2 separate regions of the Mus musculus genome follow, and region 2 is linked to region 1. A link is a contact called in public HiChIP or PLAC-seq data. All regions are on one chromosome and are shown on one strand. Each heading gives the region's core, a stretch centred on a gene start, on an enhancer-like site or on the middle of the called end of the contact. The rest is flanking DNA. Distances are from core to core; before and after follow the strand shown.

Region 1 (4,952 bases), core at 642-3,141:
TACTCAGTTCCCTTCCTACTGTGCCCTGTTTCTCCTCATTTACTGTCCCCTTCCTCCCTTCAAGCAGCTTCCAGTTTGCTTGAATATCATACAAATGCATATGCAAACCTAGAGTCTCCATGAGAGAAAGCAGCAATATCGTCTGAGTCTGGTCTGTTTCACTTGTTCTGACGACATGCAGTTGCGTGCGTCTTCCTGCAGATGGCATGCTCTCATCCGTCTATACTGTCTCCCTTTGCCTTTACCCACGCAACTGCCAACTTAGATTCCTTCAGATAGATATCCAGTGTGGTACATGTGGGTCACATGGTAAATAAATGTTTGTCTCTTCAGAAACCTTCATATTGCCTTCCCAGTTTCCATTCCCACCAGCTAGTGAATAAGCCGCTCTTCCCCGCGTCCTCACCAGCACTGGTCTTGATGGTGTCAGTTCTGACTGGGTGAGATGGGATCCCTGTGTAGTTTTCATAATAATGCGATTTGAGATTTTCAGACTGTAAGTTTTTTGCATTATTTATAGATTCTAGATATTTCTGCCCTTTCAGGTATCAGATGGCTAGATCTGTAAGAAAAATTACTTATTTTATGTATGCTTGAGTATATGTAAATACCATGTGTGTACAGGTGTCCACGGAGGTCAGGAAAGGGTGTCAGATATCTTGCACCTAGACTGCAGGTGGTTGTGAGCCCACATATGAATTCTGCGTACTGAACCCAGATCCTGTGCAAGAGATCTCAACCTTTGAGCCATCTCTCCAGCTCCATTTTCTGTAGTTATTTAAAGTATATAAGCGATACCCAATCTGCCTTTTTTTCCTTCATTCTCTATGTTGGGTTCAATTTCTTTTTTCTTTTTGAGACAGGGTTTCTCTGTGTAGCCCTGCTGTCCAGGAACTCACTCTGTAGACCAGGCTGGCCTCGAACTCAGAAATCTGCCTGCCTCTGCCTCCCAAGTGCTGGGACTAAAGACGTGTGCCACCATTGCCTGGCCAACTTCTTTTTTCAATTTTTTTCTTTTGTTAATTTTTCCACATGGACATGGAAACTGCACTGAAGCTTTTCCTTCTGTCTACTGGAAGAACTTACCTGGAAACTTTATTGCGTGTATTCTGTTGGCTACTTCCCACAAATTGGATTATTTTAAAATTTTTCATTATGCTATTTAAAACACTGATTTTCCTTCTGTTTTCTCCTTGAACACAAACATTACTTAGAAGTTTGCCACTCAGAACCCAAGGAGCTAAAGGGATCTGCAACCCTATAGGTGGAACAACATTATGAACTAACCAGTACCCCGGAGCTCTTGACTCTAGCTGCATATGTATCAAAAGATGGCCTAATCGGCCATCACTGGAAAGAGAGGCCCATTGGACACGTAAACTTTGTATGCCCCAGTACAGGGGAACGACAGGGCCAAAAAGGGGGAGTGGGTGTGTAGGGGAGTGGGGGTGGGTGGGTATGGGGGACTTTTGGTATAGCATTGGAAATGTAAATGAGCTAAATACCTAATAAAAAATGGAAAAAAAAAAGAAAAAAATGAAAGACGAATATCTGAAAGTCAAAAAAAAAAAAAAAAACAAAGAAGTTTGCCACTCTGTTTCCACATCTGAGGGGATCTCCCTCCCCCTCCAGATACCTTTCTCGGAGATTTCAGGTTAATCTCATCATGGATAGAGCACATGGTCTTTATAGATTTGTGCAGGCTTGTTTTATGATCCATAATATGGCTTAAGTTGGTAAATGTTAGTTTCATGTGCTTTCTGCCTTTGCTGGATGGAGTAGTCCTCCGATGTCAGCCACGTAAAGTTGCGTGACAGTTGCTGTGTGTGGCACCATCACAACTTTCTGTGTATTTACATCCGTGAGTAAAGGAGGAATATAAAGGAAACTGTGGCTATGTTAGCTTCCTCTTCAGCCTTATCTGCATCTACATCCTGTTTGTCAGGGCTGCCACTAGAGAGAACATTGGTGTCTTCTTGGTGAATTGGCCACTTTGAAAATAACTGTTTTCTTCCCAGATGTAGCCTGTGCTCTGTGAAGCCTTGATGTTCCAGCAGCTTGAACTCTGCTCAGCTGATGTCACCTCTGCCATGTCTCCTGTCCTTTCCCTGTTCACTGCTCTATGACTTGTAGATTACAGAGCTGAGGTTGGCTTTTATGACTCAGCTCTCTTAATATTATTTCTTATATGGACGGCCTGTCTGTTACCACAGAATTCCTTCCTGGCTCATTTGCACTTTTTTTTGTGCATGTCAGTATTTGTTACGAATCTTTAACTTACCATTATCTGTATTCAGATAACACAGAATTTCACAGATAACCTACAAAACTTTCAGCAGCTATCATACCCTCCTCATTATTGCATTATTTTTTATTATGGTTAACTATACATAGAATTTACACTCTTTTTACACATTTTTAAGTGTAAAATCTTTATTATGGTTTTGCAGTCTGCCTTTGTGCTTCTCATTATGGAAAAGTGGGAACGCAGTAGCCCCAGGCTCCCAGGCCCCTGCAGCCACTATTCAGTTTCTGATCCTGTGAATCTGACGTCTGTACGTGCCTCATTGCTGAGTAAAATCACATAGTTTTCTTTTTGATTAGCTTTGTTTGTTTGTTTGTTTGTTTTGTTTAAAACAGTGTTCTCGGGGTTGTTCCATCTTTTCAACTTTAACTTCTTTGGAAGGCTCAATAAAACTCGGACCTGCTCTTTGTTTTTCTTCTCTCGGTGGGCACTTGGGTTGTGTGCTCTTGGGTGCTATCTGGAGTGCCTAGACCTGATCAGAGGTGAGGATCATTTGGTTTCAGTAGCATCTGTGCCATTTCACATTTCCACTTGTAGAAATGGCCAAGTGTCCCCATATCATCAACATGAGTCATTTTGATTTTTATTGATACCAGTCATCCTAGTGGGTTTTGATTGCTTCATTGAGGTTTTAATTCCCACATCCTTAATTATAAGTAATGTGTTCAGCATCTTGTATTTAGTAACTATTTGTTCATCTTTAAAGAAGCATCTGGTCAAGTCCTTTGTTAATTTTTACATTTTATTGTATATTCAGGACATTAAGCCTGTGCCTATGTGGCTTGTAAATATTTTCTCACAGTCAGCAGACTGCCTGCCTTTTCACTGTTTATTGTGTCCCCTGTGGCCTTTGTGGGATAAAGTCCAATTTATTTTCTTTTGGTGTCATCTAAATCCAGTGTCATTAAGAGTTTTATACCTTCAGCCTTTTTAATCAAAGTGTTTATTCCATTCAGCGTGCGCGCGCACACACACACACACACATGCACACGCATGTATCTGGAGTATATACTATTTTTGCAGAGGACTCAAGTTCAGTTTCCAGCAGCTTCTAGCCAGCTATAACTCAAGTTCCAGGGGGACTGACACCTTCTTCTGACCTTTTGGCACCCAGCATGTCTGCAGTGCACAGACTCCATGGAGACAAAACATTCAAACATAGGAACAACACTAAAAACATAGAAAAATAAACACAAGAAGACAAGAGAAAATTAAATATAGGTAAATGGCATGGACCTCTCATAAACCCTCACATATACAGGTGTCAAGCAATCAGGAAAAGATAGTCTCTTGAAAAATGGTACGAGGAAACCCCGCAGCCTGTGTGTGTGTGCGCATGCGCGTGTGTGTGCGCCAGTGTTTATTGCCAATGATACACTTCCAATTATTCTAATATATAAATATTTGATTTGTTTTGAGCTGCCCAATATTAGTCTGTGAAAGGAACCCTTTTGTCTGTTGCTTTTGTAGCCTACAGGTTTGCTGAATCCATTTCTTGGTCATCATGATTTTCTTAGAAATCCTTAGGGATTTCCACAGCTGCAGTCTTGTCCTCTATGAGGAGTTGTCTTCCTCTCCATTGTGGATGTCATTTGTTCTGTCCCAGTTGCTTGGGTGATGTCTTCTAGTGCTACATTCAGCAGAAGTGATAGAAGCTGCTGCCTTTGCCTCAATGCTGACCAACACTGAAGCTTTCAGTCCTCACCACCTGTGTGTGTGAGCTGAGGGCTTTTTGTCATACAGTCCTTTTTATTGCTGTGAAACCAGCTGAAATGGCCACTCTGTGATTCCTGGTTTCATGTACTTCAGTCCTCCTTTTTTTTTTTTTTTTTTTGCCACTGCACCTAAAGGTTTGTTGATAGTCCACAGAGCAAACTTTGTTTCTTTGATCTATTAATTCACTTATATATGCTCTCAAATTTACCATTTACATTCCTGCTAGCTTCAGGGGTCTCCTTGCTCTTAGGAAAGGTTGGGCTGGTTTGAGCTCATCTGATCTTCGTTGTGTCACCGTGTGAGTATCCCGCCCGTGAGTGTCCTATTCTCTCCTGTAGGTGCTGGTGCTTGAGTAATTTTGTAAAATTTTTTGAAAATTGGTAGTTTGAGGTTTTGGTCCTTGGTGTCCCCAACAAGCTTACATTGAAGGCTTGCTTGATCCCTGTGTCTGCATTACTGGGCAGTGGTAAAACTTTTAGAAGATGGGCCCTGGTGGAAAGACATTAGGCCATTGAGGGGTGTGGCCTTGAAGGAAATATTGGGAACTGAGCCCTTTTCTTCCCTTTGCTTCCTGGCTTCTTTAAAGCCCAATGTCCTCTGCTGTGTGCTTTCACGATGACAGACTGCTCCTCAGGCCTAAGGCACTGGGCCCAGGGAACGTGGGCAGAAACTGCTGAGGCTGAGCAAAGCAAGCCTCCGGCAGGTTGTCTCGGGCATTTTACTATAGGCCAGAAAGCTGCCTCAGTGTGTGCTTAGTTTACACATATTTAATTTCTAGCTTCAATTTATGGTTACAGAAGACACTGCATGGTTCCAGTCTCCCTAAACTTGTTAAAAATTATGATCTACCATGATTTACTATGGAAAATGACCTGGTTGCATTTGAGAAAACTATATTCCCTTATTGTTGGGAGGAATATCTTTCTTAGTT
Region 2 (4,952 bases), core at 1,545-4,044, 130 kb before region 1:
TCTTGTTAAAGTTTTCTAACAAATTATATAATTACAACATACTATTTTTTTTTTAAATTAAAAAAAAAAAAGATTTATTTATTTATTATATGTAAGTACACTGTAGCTGCCTTCAGACGCACCAGAAGAGGGCGCCAGATCTCCTTAGGATGGTTGTGACCCACCATGTGGTTGCTGGGAATTGAACTCAGGACCTTCTGAAGAGCAGTCAGTGCTCTTAACCGCTGAGCCATCTCTCCAGCCCCTTAAAATTTTTTATTAGATATTTTCTTCATTTACATTTCAAATGCTATCCCAAAAGTCCCCTATACCCTCCCCCCGCCCTGCTCCCCTACCCACCCACTCTCATACTAATTTTTTCTTAGTTTGATGTTTTAATAACCATACAATTTTGGCTTTATTTATTCTACCAGAATGAATTCTTCCTCCCTCCCTCCCTCCCTCCCTCCCTTCCTTTATTATATGTAAGTACACTGTAGCTGTCTTCAGACACACCAGAAGAGGGAGTCAGATCTCATTAGGGATGGTTGTGAGCCACCATGTGGTTGCTGGGATTTGAACTCAGGACCTTCGGAAGAGCAGTCGGGTGCTCTTACCTGCTGAGCCATCTCTCCAGCCCCGAATTCTTCCTTTCAAATAAACTATAAACACACTAAGCAATACTGAATATCACAATAACTGATCATGCTCTGTCTTTAAAGCCCTATAACATATATACTTTTTATTTCCCATTTAAACAAACTATTTGCATAATCAAAGTTATTTGTGTGGAGTTCTTGTATGTCACTAATCTCTTTTATCCTTGAATAAACACTTTACAATATTCTCTGGTTGGGATAGAATTAAATGGTTTTATATTTATGAAAAGTGGCTTAAAAATTCAAGTACACCAATGGAGGAGTTAGAGGACTGAAGAGCTGAAGAGGTTTGCAATCCCATAGGAAGAAAAACAACATTAACCAACCAGACCCTCCAGAGCTCCCAGGGACTAAACCACCAACCAAAGAGTACACATGGAGGGACCCATGGCTCCAGCCACATATGTAGCAAAGGATGGCCTTGTCGGGCATCAATGGGAGGAGAGGTCCTTGGTCCTGTGAAGGCTTGACGCCCCAGTGTAGGGAAATGCCAGGGTGGGGAGGCAGGAGTGGGTAGGTGGGGGAACATCCTCATAGAAGCAGGGAGAGGGGAAATGGGATAAGGAGTTTTAGGATGGGGGGGAACTGGGAAAGGTGATAACATTTGAAGTATAAATAAAGAAAATATCCAATTAAAAAAAAAAGAGAAAAATATTAAAGTACAAAAACCCATGTTTTAGTCTTTTCTTATGCACTGATTATTTTTTATTGCCACCCACTGTCCCTCTAGTCCCTCCCATGTTTCTTGTCATTTTAAAATTCTGTAAGAAACTTTAAATTCAGTATCCCTATACATCCTTTGTCCTCAGAAGCCTGGACAAAGCCCTCATTTAATACTCTGTTCTATATTACATTCTAGCACAGAAGCTTAGAGCTGGTAGTAATCTTGGAAGTTTCTAAACACATCACCCAAGTAACAGCCAGATCATAAGCAGAGACAAAATAAATCACTGTTCTAACACAGTACTTATCTGCTTTAGTCTATCACATGGTACACTTACTTGTATTCATCATAGACTTCCTGTTTGGGGAGTGACGTCTCAGGATGCTCCTCTAAGGTATTTCGAATCCAGGAAAAGGCATGCATTTGCTGTGCCCGACTAGATGACATGGCATTCTGATCACTAGTGATAAAAACAGACAAATTTTAGCTGAACCAGACAGCAATTCTATTAATACCTTTTTAAGCAAGGCCTAAGTGTTATGTTAAAAACATATTAGCGGATCAAACTGAACTTAGGACATACAGTAGATACGCAGTAATCTATATAGAAATTGTGTATTTGTGACTGTGAGCCAGTTTTTACTATCTGTTTCAGACTGAAAATACTGGCCTGTTTGGCTAAACTGCTGGCTTGGATTCTAAAGCATGTTAGGTAGTGAAGATATTACAAAATAAGGTTTTTGTTTAGATCAAAATGACTTTTGTATGAATATTTCCTAACTTACTTGCCTATTTATATATTTTTTTAATTTCTAAATTGTTAAATGTTTAGAACAAACATTGTGGTAAATTCTTTATATTCGATTTACTCTGCACACTCAAAGAATATCCCTGTAGAAGTACCTACCCTGAAATCATACTAAAACCCTCCATCCCTAGAATGGACAGGAGAGATCTTAAGAAAATCATCCTCCCACCGTAACCCTTCTCACATCTAGGATCTTTGCATAGACTACCATGTCCATTAATCAGCATTAATTTTATTATCTGGCAGTACTTTTATAAGCCGATCTCATGAAATGGGCATTATAGACCGTATACAGTAAGCTAGTCTACTGACTATGACCCTAATCTCAACCTCCGAGTAGAAGTACCTGATTCCAAAATACTGAGCACATGTTTAGAACAGGATATAATTAAAATATGGTTGATACGAGGTAAGAACAGGTAAAAGCAACATAATATGTGTTTCATTATTTCTCATGTACAATTTGAAATGAATATAATATTGAAGATAACATATGAGTGAAATGAATCCTCAGAAATATGCAAAGGTAATGAAAATCTAAAGAATAGAAACTGAAGAACTGTTTTCTCCACATTCTCTCCACTTAAGCACTTTTAATGAAGCTAAATCAATACCCAAAGTACTGAAAGTGAGGCACACCTACAGTAATGTGGCCAACACTGCACTTCCTCTTTTCTCTGACCTCCTGTGATGTGCTTATTCATCACTGCATAAAAACAGCCCCACACTTGGTTCTTCAGAACACTTACCTGGCTATCCTTTGGTTTTCTTTTCTTTTCTTTTTTTTTCCACATTTTTATATGGCATAAATACTCCCACTGTTCTGTGTAACCAAATCCAACTTACATTTCATTGTATTTAGCCAGTTACACAAATGAATTATTCAAAATTGATGGTGAATATTAACTAAGTATTATGAAAGACACATGATCTGTTGTTTTTCCAATCTGTGTTCAGACAAGCTTAGGAATACTAAAATAACAATCAATCCTAATGTACACAGCTTGGTACAGTCCTACAAACAAGGCAGCATTACAAAGACAAGGATAGGTCTACCTTTTCTCTGCACTGCTAAGACCAGAAGGCAGTTGAAGGTAGAGGTAGAGTTTCTCTAGGTCTGTAAACTTCTCAACTTCTTGCTGGTTACAAAGGGTTAAAAAGAAAGATCATTAAAAATATTTCCTCCCAACTAAATTTATTATTTCCCCTAAATACTACTAATCTTTTTCTAATTTTCAAATACCTAGAATGTGACTAATGCTAATGCAGGCTAAAAGATCTGAAATAAAACCAACAAACCCCTTTGAACTATGCAGGTGAAATTATAGTTTGAATTTCAAAAGGGCTTCTATTTAGATAAACCTAGTTATAAAATTCTCTACTATTATTGCTGAATAAACGTCATTCCTGCCTTCTTTTATATGGGTTTCATCCATTTCATAACCTCTTTTTACAATAAAGACATTCATGGGGCTGGCGAGATGGCTCAGTGGTTAAGAGCGCCGACTGCTCTTCTGAAGGTCCCAAGTTCAAATCCTAGTCAAACACATGGTGGCTCACAACCATCCGTAATGCAATCTGATGTCCTCTTCTGGAGGGTCTGAAGACAGCTACAGTGTACTTACATATAATAAATAAATAAATCTTAAAAAAAAAAAGACATTTATGGTAACTTATTTCAAGCAAAACTTCTTAGTAATGTCAAGTGAACTGGTTACTGGTTATTTATAACAGAATTGTTTTAGGTAGTAGTGATGGTGTAGGACATCTTTTTAAGACAGAGTCACTCTATTATTGCAGCTGTGGCTGTCCTGAAACTCTCTATGTAAATGAGGCTGGTCTCCAATTCAGAGAGATTCACCTACCCCAGCTTCCTGAGAGCTGGGATTACAGGCATGCACTACCATGTCTGGCCCAGAATTTCTTCTTCTTCTTTTTTTTTTTCTTCTTTTTCTGAGACAGGGTTTCTCTGTGTAGCCCTGGCTATCCTGGAACTCACTCTGTAGACCAGGCTGGCCTCGAACTCAGAAATCCGCCTGCCTCTGCCTCCTGAGTGCTGGGATTAAAGGTGTGCGCCACTACTGCCTGGCCAGAATTAATTCTTTATAAAGCACAGTTTATATGTAGATTTAATTTTAATAGCAGAATTAATCTCACAATTTTGAACTGTCTATTCATTTTGTTATATACAATTGTATACATGTATGTAGAGGTCAGAAGAGGATGCTGGTTCTCCTTCATCGCCTTCTGCTTCATTTTCTTGAGAAATGGTCTCTCACTTAACCTGGAGTTGGCAGTTAAATGGCTATGTGGATGATCAGCAAGCCTCAGAGATAATCCCACCTCTTCATAGCTTCCTCAGCAACACAGGGGTAAGAGGTGCTGGTCCATGCCCTGGCTGCTTATGTGTGTGTGTGCTGGAGTCCCAAATGCAGTTATTTCTGTGCACCAAGCACTCTTACCAATTGAGCAATCTTTTTAGATTATAGAAGTCTGTCCTTATTTTCAAAATTTACCCGAAAATTTAATCTTAGATTTAATTCAGAAGGTGACTTAATCTATCAATTGTTTGCATATAGGTCCTATGTACATTTCAAAAATCTCATCATCTAAGAGTATTTTCCAAAGGATTGTTCTAATGCTTAATGAGCTATATCTCTTAAAGAAAAACAACAAAACAAAAACAAAGTAGTCTTATTTATGATTTCTGCCTTTTCTTAGTTTCCACAACATGTGGTTTTGGAGTCTGCTTAACTGAACTCTTCACAGTGCATTCCACATTAATCCTCCAGTTAGAGCACAAACATTGTGTCCCACAGTCTTCAGTACCTTTACTTTCACT

What was found. HiChIP or PLAC-seq counts read pairs in DNA pulled down with a chosen protein or histone mark.
Region 2: a contact with region 1 is called in an H3K27ac HiChIP or PLAC-seq map of the HPC-7 cell line, with 6 times the contacts expected there. The contact joins two enhancer-like sites. A contact is called at or near these places in 1 of 39 promoter capture datasets (the 3T3-L1 cell line), 5 of 15 datasets of contacts at CTCF or cohesin (CD8 T cells, the NIH/3T3 cell line, large pre-B cells and 2 more), 114 of 484 Hi-C or Micro-C datasets (8-cell embryo, the AML12 cell line, the AtT-20 cell line and 71 more), 10 of 115 datasets of contacts at active chromatin or transcription factors (CD8 T cells, DN3 thymocytes, the HPC-7 cell line and 7 more) and 4 of 9 other capture datasets (adipose tissue, embryonic stem cells, liver and 1 more).

Annotation. Positions count from the first base shown.
Region 1 is chr9:72,462,955-72,467,906 of GRCm38.p6, reverse strand. All of the region lies in intron 10 of Tex9 (testis expressed gene 9), which reads left to right. Among named protein-coding and RNA genes, the nearest start is that of Gm33004, 24 kb to the left of the region's middle. Within about 2 kb of position 1,891, at least 95 of the 459 cell types and tissues checked have an H3K27ac peak or open chromatin away from gene starts, as enhancers often do. A contact at or near this core is called in the HPC-7 cell line, centrocytes and transitional/marginal zone B cells, where this site is marked.
Region 2 is chr9:72,590,048-72,594,999 of GRCm38.p6, reverse strand. Rfx7 (regulatory factor X, 7) reads right to left here. Exons shown (of 9, transcript NM_001033536.1): 3 at 3,167-3,249; 4 at 1,640-1,762. Among named protein-coding and RNA genes, the nearest start is that of Gm23057, 41 kb to the left of the region's middle. Within about 2 kb of position 2,794, at least 5 of the 459 cell types and tissues checked have an H3K27ac peak or open chromatin away from gene starts, as enhancers often do. A contact at or near this core is called in the HPC-7 cell line, centrocytes and transitional/marginal zone B cells, where this site is marked.